Linked DNA regions of Rattus norvegicus: region 2 is linked to region 1. A link is a contact called in public Hi-C data. All regions are on one chromosome and are shown on one strand. The core of a region is the stretch at or near the end of the contact, and the rest is flanking DNA. Distances in the headings are between cores, read along the strand shown. Region 1 has its middle 450 kb from the start of Tle1. Region 2 has its middle 84 kb from the start of Zfp101l1.

Region 1 (4,930 bases), core at 1,475-3,974:
TTTTGTAATATTTTGTGAGACCAGCCAACACAAATATGTGTGGGAGGTGATACAATAAGACTCTACATTTTCAAAGGAAGATAGTATCTATCTAACAAGTTATATCAGTGGCTCAGTTCTTGGGGTTTTATAGTGCCACTTTGGAATTCCTCCTACTGAAAAACAGGAAGTATGTTTTCCTACCATTTGGCTTCCTTAGGGTTTGACCATGTGACTTATTTTTTATCCAGTGGAATGTTAACAAGTACATTATGAACAAAGACTTGAATTGTCCTTGTATTACTAGCCTCCTCTGCTGTTTCTTATCCCTATTAATTTTCTGACTTCAATGAGAGGATGAGTCATAATTCAAATGTCTGGCATATCATAGGAAAAAGTTGTTGTGATTTGAGTCACAAAGTTTGATGTTATTTCCATGCAACATATTTTGGGATGATAGTAAACTGATGTGATTGATGCCTTTTTCCCCCTTCTCAAGGAATTAGAATGTAGGAAGTTTCAACAGGTGTCTATAGCCACACAAAATTCATACGAAAGGGACAGTGATATTTATTGCTTCGTATTTGGAATTACACAAAAGAATAGTTTCTGTAACGACCAAACTCAAGTCTTCTTTCTGAAATTTGTAGAGGAAACAGTTTAATATTTTGTAAAATTTACAGTGAATCATGAAGAGAAGCCATGGCAGTAACAAAATGCTGGCGCTTGAAGAGAAGCCTGGAGAACTCTGCTCCCTGATTTGCTCTCCCTGGCTCCCTCAGCTACCTTTCTTACACAATGCAGGGTAGCCTGCCAAGGGATAATACTACCAACTCACTGGGCTGAGCCATCCCATGCAAGTTATTAATTAAATAAATGCCTCCACACACATGGCCATAGGCCAATCTGAAGGAATCAATTTCTAGATTGAAGTTTTCTTTTCCCACAGAACTCTACTTTATGTCAAGTTGTCAGAAAATCATCAGCATACTACCTATGTCTATTTTCATGATCTGAGAAAGTAGATTTTTCTCCTAAAATATCTCTTTCTCTTATAAGCTTTGAACAATAACAGTTACCAGCTCAGAGACATTCTGAGAGAACTATATATACTGTAGTATTTTTAATTTTTTAATTATTAATTTTTGTTAGTTCATTGGGAATTTAATACTACGTGTTTCTTTTTATCATATTCACCCTGACCCAACCCTTCCCAGATGCATGCCAGCTTTCCACCCCACCCAGATTCATGTCTTTTTATTCCTATCAAGGTCAGTTTTTGTTAACCAAATGTTGTTGAATGCATAGTTTTCCACTGAAATGTGGTGATTGAGCTACTCTTAGAAAGTAAACTGTCATTTTCCACCAGATCTTAAAAATTGCCAATAATGCCTCCACTATGGAAGTTGGGTGTGGTATATATGTTCTTTTTAGGGCTGAATATCCTGGACTCTTATTCTCTTCACTTTGGCCAATGATTTGTTGATCATCAGTCACTTCAAAGAGTAGTTTATCTAATTTATTGGTGATTAGGAGCTAATTTAATATTTTATCAATGTAGAATAATGATAATAGGTTCTCGCTAGGGCCTATGATCTCTCTGATTATAAGTTATTGTCCTAACAACAGTCCCATATATTGGCTACATCTTTTTAAGTGCATCTCAAATCCAAACAGAAATGGGTTTGTTACTCCTATGAAGCTCATGCTGCTATGACACCAGAAAGTATGTCTTCCAGGGTAAGTCATTATTATAGCTTACAGGGTTAACAGCTTAGTTTCATTGATGCTTGCATTTTTCTCCTCTAGTAATGAGCATAGGACCTTCTATCACTATAAAAGTTAGCCAGTAGGGATGAATTTTCCAGGTTGGTAATAACTTGGTTTCCTCATATCCTGACTCAAACATGCAGTATCGTCATTAAATGTCTTACAAGTTCTGAACAGAATCCAGAAGAATTTACAATAGTCTGCAATGTTTGAGGTTCTTTTTAAATTACAGTGTGTTATATCACTAGATTTGAGACTCAGGTTGTTCATGTGGTCTGTTTGTCCATTAGCGAATGTCAGGTAAGAATGGTTAATGTCCTTGTAATCCTCCATGAAGACAAGAAAGGGGGACACCTAACATTGACCACTGACATTCTAACTTGTGTACAAAGAACTATAAACCATAAGAACCAAGGGAGAGTCTTGAACTTAACTTCATTTTTCCAGACTTTACCCAAGAGGCATTCAAGGCGTGATAGCTTCTTTCTATCAACTCAGAACATGGTAATATCAGAATTGTGGGCAGATTCTAGGCCATATGGTCAGCATTTTCACTAATGCAATGGTGCTTCTCAACTCGTTGCCACACTACACTTGTTCAATAACTTTTAGCAACAATTTAGAAATTTATATGTTTTCTGTTGTGTTCCAATTCTAAAAAAAGGACCCTAATGTTGGGGAGGGGGATTCTACAATACAGTCTTCAGTGGGGCCAGACATACAATCATTTCTAAAGAGGATAAGCTTGAGAAACTTCATCTTAGAAAAAAATAAAATTTGCTTTTCTGGTTTCCGTGTATATATTCTTAGTTAGGCAACATCTGAATATATTTTCCAACTTCTACTTTTCTTAACAAGTATATATCAAACCTACTGTCATGGTTATACTAGCAAACCAGGAAGAGAATGCAATGAAAATTTCAGGACATGACGATTTTCTAATACTCAGAAGCAATGCCAGCACAGGTCTCAGCCCTCCTGCCCCCACAGGGCTGTAAACAGTTCTACCATCCCATTCAACTTATACTTTGCCCAACAACTTGGCACATATGTGTGAGAATAAGATCCAAGAGTTTCAGACAATATGTTCTCTCAAGCTTCATCATGCTCCACATTTTATTTTATTTATAAATGGACAAACAATTCATGCCTCCTGTGTTGAACTCCAAGCAGACACTGTGCACTTGGCATTTACAACAGGTCAATCAGAAGCATTGCACAACCCAGAGTAATGCAAACAGGACTCACAGGGTCAGGGCATACAGAGGCTCTGGAGCATTATCATTATTATACAGAGGATTAATTACAAACTCACCAAGATGTACTGATCATGGAGGCCCTGCTGAAAGTCAGTATGACCATAGAATAATCTGGTCATGCTCAATTGTAGAAGAAAAAGGCTATTCACAATATATTTTTAAAATAACTATGTTTAATAGAGTAGGAGTTTTTAAAGAAAAAAAAAACCTCAGATATATAACCTTACTTTTTGTAGTTGAAGTACTGTTTCCCTTTAATTTCGTCTCTCAACATCTACCCAACATTTAGTTAAGAGTTATAAATCAATAGTCATTACAAAAGCTATAAATTTATAAAGATCTACTAAATAAAGTTGCTCTCCAACTTTTCTGTGATTAGAGAGAAGAGTAGATACGAGAACACTGAGGAATTTTAATAGGAAAACTGACTTTAATGTTACTCTAATGATAGATATAAGTCATTAGGTTTTTCTACATCTATACAATGAAGGAAACCAGCAATCATCACAGATAAAACCATGGATTGCTTTGGAGTCAGTCATTGTTAACTAACCCTCTCAATAAACCTTGACAAGGATCTAAAAGTACTTTTTAGTTAATTTTTAGTGAATCAATTTTTTGAGTCCTCGAGGTTCACAGTAAAAATGAATAGAAAGGAGAGCAGATTCCCAGACCTTCCTCTGCCTGACATGAGCAGAACCTCCTCTGTTATGGCTACACAGCACTAGGGCCCAGGTTGTTATAGTTGTAACTCCTCTAACACATCGGCACCCTTCACAGTCCATGGTTTCTATGTACTGCATAAGCAGTAAGGTTTCTTGGTGAGAGTATACCCAGTGTTTTATAAGACAATGTTACGCTGCCTTCCAAGTAGCTGAACCAGGTTATACCACATTTCAACAGAACTGGCAATTTTAGTGTTATGGATTATGATTGCTTTAATACAGTAGATATACTTTTTATTGTTTTATCTTAACTTCCGGATAGCATATGGAATGGAACATTTTTACATGTTTCTTTGCCATCTGTGTATCTTCCTATGTAAGGCAACTGTGCAGGTCTTTTGATCAATTTGAAATCAGGATCTACATTTTCTTACCTCTTCTACTTTTAAGAGTTTCTTAATATTAATGGCCCTTTGTCATATGTGTCTCTGGCAAATATTTCCTTCTAGTGTATGACTTCTATCTCATTATAGGACTCTTTTGGTTGAGGTTGGGAAATTATTTTATATTAGAATATTATATAGCTAAACAGTTGCATACAAGTTTATTTCTTTCCTGAGTCTCAGTTTGCTTAGCCACTAAGGGAGTCCAATCTTAATAAATATCCTAATGAAATTGTGAATAATAAAATAATCACAATACATAATGTTGGGTGGTTACTATAAAATGAAGAAGAGTTGTACTAGTAAGTCCTTGCTTAAAAATACATGAAAATTAGTTTATGAAACTATACTCCCTCATTTCATTCCAAACAAAAATGTCTATAAATGTCTACAACCAACCCCAGGTCACGAGTGGTCATGTTTCTGTAGTTTTGTCTTGCCAAAGTTAGATACACATGCTAAACAGTAATTAATAAGTAATGAATATGTTGACAAATATTATTCTGGCTGGTTTCCGGTCAGCTCATTCTGAGTTCCATATTGTTCATATTGCTCATGTCCAAGGTAGAAATTCTCATAAACAAACAAACAAAATGTCAAATGTTCCACTAAAGAGGAAACAAGATGAATATTGTAAGGAAAACAAACACTGGAAGAATGAATGTCCATCCATCTAAAAACCAGGAAAGTAATGACCCTTCAAAACACAAGGAAGATGGATAGTAAATCAAAAATAAAGGGGCTGTGACACTACTCTCTTAGGCCTTCAAGAGACCATGGTCACTATGTCAGTTGGAGGTGACCCAGTTACGTT
Region 2 (5,019 bases), core at 186-2,685, 410 kb before region 1:
GGATAGGACAAGTTGCTAAGCAGGCAAAGCCGGGAATGAGTTGTCAAGTGTTACACCATCCTAGATCTAAGTAGAAAGCTTTGAAGGAGAGGAATTTTCATTGAGTGAGTAAAGGGGTCATCTTTTTTACAGAACAACATAATCTTGATGTGCAGGTCTCCTTTTCAGAAGACTCATTCAAACAGAAACATGGCCCAGCCTAGGGTATTATTTTGTCTGACTGAGTCAAAACCGTGATATACGCACAGCCTAATAACTTCCTCTCTAGACAACCAGGATCTTTATGCCACTGTTTCAAGCAAAGGAGTTGGATGATACCATTTTCCTGCAGTATTTTTAGACACTGAATACATCTGGAAAAATATTCAGGCAGATAATTAGATTGCATTAGCAATGTGTCTGTTGTGGTTTTCCTGATCCCAGAGAAGGCAGCCCTTTATGAAGCACTTGGCCACAGTATCGACAAAATTGACTGTGTAAATTGGTCCCCATGAAAGCATGTGGAAGACATTTTTGGCTGAAACTCAAAACCATTCATGTGGCTTTATGACAGGGAAGCTGGGGCTGCCAACATCAATAGACCTTTGTACTACAAACCCAAGTGGTCATTTAAACATTTGCACTTCTCCACTTACAAACGTACTGAGGTCAAATACTTTTTTAATCTTGGGAATTTTTCTTCTTTATACAGTCTCATATTTCATGCAGGAAATGAGTCTGAGTATACCAAACTCAAGTTGTCCTGACTGACAGCACACTGAGTTCAAAACCCAGCCTTGACTCTAATTGCTCTGCTAAGGCCCCTGGATCAAGGTAAGTGTTGATTTAGCTCAGCTGTTTTCAATCAGCACTGTAAGTCCTTGCTAAAACAAACTAGTGAGGCCATGCTACATTTGTTCCTAGGAGTCCCCTGGGTATAACACAGTTAGCATTTTAAAGATTGCATTTGTCTGTACACTGCAGGCTGTAATTATAAGCAGCCAAAAGTTTCCTGACGGATGATGTGACCTTCCTTCTGGTGAAAGAGCAATGACTGCTGATGGCTTCTAGTGGAGGAAAAGCAATATTTCCATTTGCAGTTCAGCAAGGAGGCTTACTATTTTGCAAATGGTAGCCAAAATTGACAGCCAGTTTGTTGCAGTGTTTTGGTGAATGTCAGTCATTTTTCGTCCTATGAGGCAATGTTTGGTATTACTAAACTGATGTTGGATTTAAATAGCAAACAAAAAGATGCTATCCATAGTTCAAAGATAAACTATAACTCAGCAACACAGATCACATAGAGATGCATCTGAAGAGTGTCACTGGTGCCTCCATCCTCACTATTTTTTTATTGTTTTTTTTTTTGGCTTGTTCATTTGTTTGTTTTTAATGGAGCCTGCAAATAATGGCAGAACATTGAGCAATCATTCTTCCCTGGAATGTTCTCAATCTGTATTTGGCTTTGAAGTTTCACAGAAAACTTTAAAATGAACACATTAGGTTTTCTGGCTATGGGCTGGAATGTGCACATAATCAAATGAAAATGTGTGGTCAAGATTAAATGGCCAATATTAAGGCTAGACTGTGTGGCTGGTAGTGTCCAGCTGAGCTCAGTCTATGTGTAGTTATGTGTAGTTAAGTACTTTTGAAGGACATAGATAGATGGGCAAATTTTTTTCTTTATTAAGTTTCTTGTTATAAGTTAACTTTGTGTTTGTGTATGTATACACATGAACATATATGTATGCATATACACACAGATTGTTAAACATGCAATACATCACTGAATGACATTGGTAGAACAAACTCAGTATATAAGAAATAATTATATTGATGCCTTGCTTTGGGATACTAAAACTATGTTTGAATTTTGAATATGAATTACCACCAAAATGATCTTACATTTTTCCAAAGAAGTTTTTCAATTCTGTATTTACTCAGTATAATTAATATGCACATAAATAAAATATATGATTTCTATTTAGTTATTCAGGGATCTTTGGTCAAAGGAGCCTGTGTGCAAAGGCATACATAGGAGTGCACATGTTTATGCTTCTCATGATGCGTATATCTGTCTATATTCACTTTTAGATCTATTAACATTCTGGAAGTTTTAATGACTCTCCCAAGTGCATATGCATAAATACAGTATATACACATTTATGTACTTGTGGATGATGATAAAGTAACCTGTCAATAATCATATTCTAGATTAATTTCTTATGTGGTTACTGTTTTCCAGAACAGTTTGGATCAATAAATCAAATATCTCAGAGGTTAAGCTTTACCTTGGTTACAAGCAAGAAACAGGAAGTTAGATTTTATTCGTTAACTTCAAAAGCAATAAATACCAGATTAAATTGAATTACTTCTATAAGTTTACTAACGTGCATTAAACCAGAGAAAATATTGCACATTGAAAGCAATGGCACGTTTGAATATATTTCAATCTTTCCTGAGTAAGAAATAACCTTTCATGTATGCTGACCCTCTCAGGTTTAGATTCCAAAATAAACTGTCTGGAAATTACTTCAGTGATTTGGTTTTAAGGAGAACTAAAGGTGGTTGCTAGGGAAATTGCAGAAACCATTATCATTTTCTCTAATGTGTCTGACATATCTGAAATTGATTGTAGAATTCTAACCAGCATAGTTTTAGGTGTAGTGATTATAATACCATATCTAAAAACATTCTTTCAAGTGTAGAGATAAGAGATCTTGTCTCTGGAGAAAAATTTGGAATAAAATAGATGTCTTCCACCTTTTAAATTCCTAGGTAATAGACAAGCATGTATTCAGCTTTGCTTGCCACTATTTCTTTATGGATCGTTAAGAATATATAGAAATATGCAAAGGCCTGGGGTAATGGGAGTTACCTAATGTAAATAATTTTCCACATTTAAAATATTTCTCTTTTGTTTTGTTCTGAAGTGTCTTTATTTTTAACTCTATTTATATGTATAATTTAAACATTTAGTACTCTTGTTTCGTTGAGAATTTTATTGTGAGCATTTCATCTGCATCATTGCTGCCTCTTCATCTCTTCCACCGAATCATTCCTCCCTTTCTAAAATTTTTTATCTGTTGTCATATTATTGTTACATATATATATATATATATATATATATATATATATATATATGAAATGAGTCCATTTAGACTTGTTTGTTTGTATGTGCATATATCCCTGACTGACTACTTGGGGTGGAACAAGCTATGTGGGAGCTTGTCCCCAGGGACAGCTAAGTTTTCCTCACTCAGCACCCATTGATCACCTATAGGTTTCTAATATTACTTGATCTTTAAAATCAATTTGGAACATTATAATCCTTATATACTTATATACTTTTGAGGCCATAAAGTAGAATGACATCCCAGATCACACAGGTCAGTATTTGGCTATACCAGAATGACATTCACCAAACAAAGAAGTAGCAGGAAAAGGCTGAGTTTGGACCTGGGAGTCACATTCAAAATCAACATAGACATAGAAAAAATATGAGATTATTTATAGTCCAGAAAGCTAAAAATCATGGCCTTGGTTTTCTTTGGTTCATTTCTGGTTTTTGGTTATAAGCAAAGTTTCTGATTCCTATGAACCAAATCATCATGTCTTCTGCCATCTTGATTTATGCTCTATCTTCAACTGAAGAACTTTTATTAATAACCCAGGTACTCCAGTGAATGAACATTGAATAAATGTCTTTTTTGTTTTTAGAAAAAATAATTCTTTCGATGTTTTCATTATTGATACTCATCATTCTATCCAAAACATAGTCTGCTCCATAGCTCGGTATCATGGTGGTAATCAGCAGCAGACAACATGGAATCTGTAGATCATCATTTTAGAAAGTGAAAGAGCCAGAGCCAGGGTCAATCTAAGGCCACTGGAAATATTCCACAACAAACATTCAAGCAAGAGGATCCCTCCCTTCCAGGAAATAAAAATGAAAAAAGAAAAAAAAAGCTGTTTTAATTTTTTAGTTTCTGGAACAACTGCAAGCCAAACTATCACACAAAGATACCTGTAACTCCCAACCGACCTCCCTTAGAAAGTACACTGAGCCGTTCTGAAAGTTGTTTTGTTCCACCAAATGTTCATAGTACCTTGCCTAATTACCATTGTGCAAATTTTGCCCCACTTGTTTAAATTTTGCCCCACTTGTTTGCTTGATATATAATCCCCTGATAGAATCTGCTCATCTCACCCTTGAAGTAGGATGGACCCAACATGTTGGAATGATACAGTTCCTCTTGCTTTTGCATCAGTGACCACCTCTGTGGGTCTCATTTCGGGAGGTCTTGATGAGGTTCAATTCAGACCTCACAAAAGTGAGAAACAGAAGAGTAGAAGTTCCACAAGTGATATGACCTGTGTCAATTTCCTTCTCCACGAAACAGACCAGATTTTCTTTGTTGTGTAAATGTTTTCCAATGAATGGATTTTTTTCCTTAAGGAAAAAGTGTGTTCCCTAGGAAGTTCAGTTCTTAAAAGTGGAAATAATTGAAGTACAATTTTAGTGCTGGAAAGCGAGTGAATTTCCCAGGCTACTGGGAACTTCCAGTAGCCCATGCCCCCTTCTCTGGTGGCTGCTACAAGAGAAATTAGTTAAAACTCTGTGAACTATTTTTTTCAAGTATGATAGATTTCTTTGTTATCATTGAAGTTGACATTGGTAGACACTTGGGTGAATTTCTTTTCTGTTTTTACTCTTTAGATTTGTTAATTGATAAAATCCAAATGATATTTGGGGTGTTAGGTTTTCATGATCAGTTTGGGAGCAGGAAATTATTAAGCTATTGTGTTAGCAAGCTTTTCACTGAAAAGCTGTCTTACAACGAGGATGTTTTCTTTTGCTTCTCTTTTAGGATTTCAGTGTAAGATCTCTTGAACTTATTATGTCAGTCCTCTAGTTTCGTTTTTTTTTTTTTTTTTTTTTTTTTTTTGGAGCTGGGGACCGAACCCAGGGCCTTGCGCTTCCTAGGCAAGCGCTCTACCACTGAGCTAAATCCCCAACCCCCTCTAGTTTCATAGAAC

Evidence for each region. A called contact is a pair of places that touch in the nucleus more often than the background predicts.
Region 2: a Hi-C map of liver shows a contact between it and region 1, with 2.7 times the contacts expected there. The contact joins two enhancer-like sites. A contact is called at or near these places in 3 of 12 Hi-C or Micro-C datasets (kidney and liver).

The regions. Positions count from the first base shown.
Region 1 is chr5:91,423,870-91,428,799 of GRCr8, reverse strand. No RefSeq gene overlaps it. Among named protein-coding and RNA genes, the nearest start is that of Tle1, 450 kb to the right of the region's middle. Within about 2 kb of position 2,724, at least 1 of the 93 cell types and tissues checked has an H3K27ac peak or open chromatin away from gene starts, as enhancers often do. A contact at or near this core is called in liver, where this site is marked.
Region 2 is chr5:91,830,942-91,835,960 of GRCr8, reverse strand. No RefSeq gene overlaps it. Among named protein-coding and RNA genes, the nearest start is that of Zfp101l1, 84 kb to the left of the region's middle. Within about 2 kb of position 1,435, at least 1 of the 93 cell types and tissues checked has an H3K27ac peak or open chromatin away from gene starts, as enhancers often do. A contact at or near this core is called in liver, where this site is marked.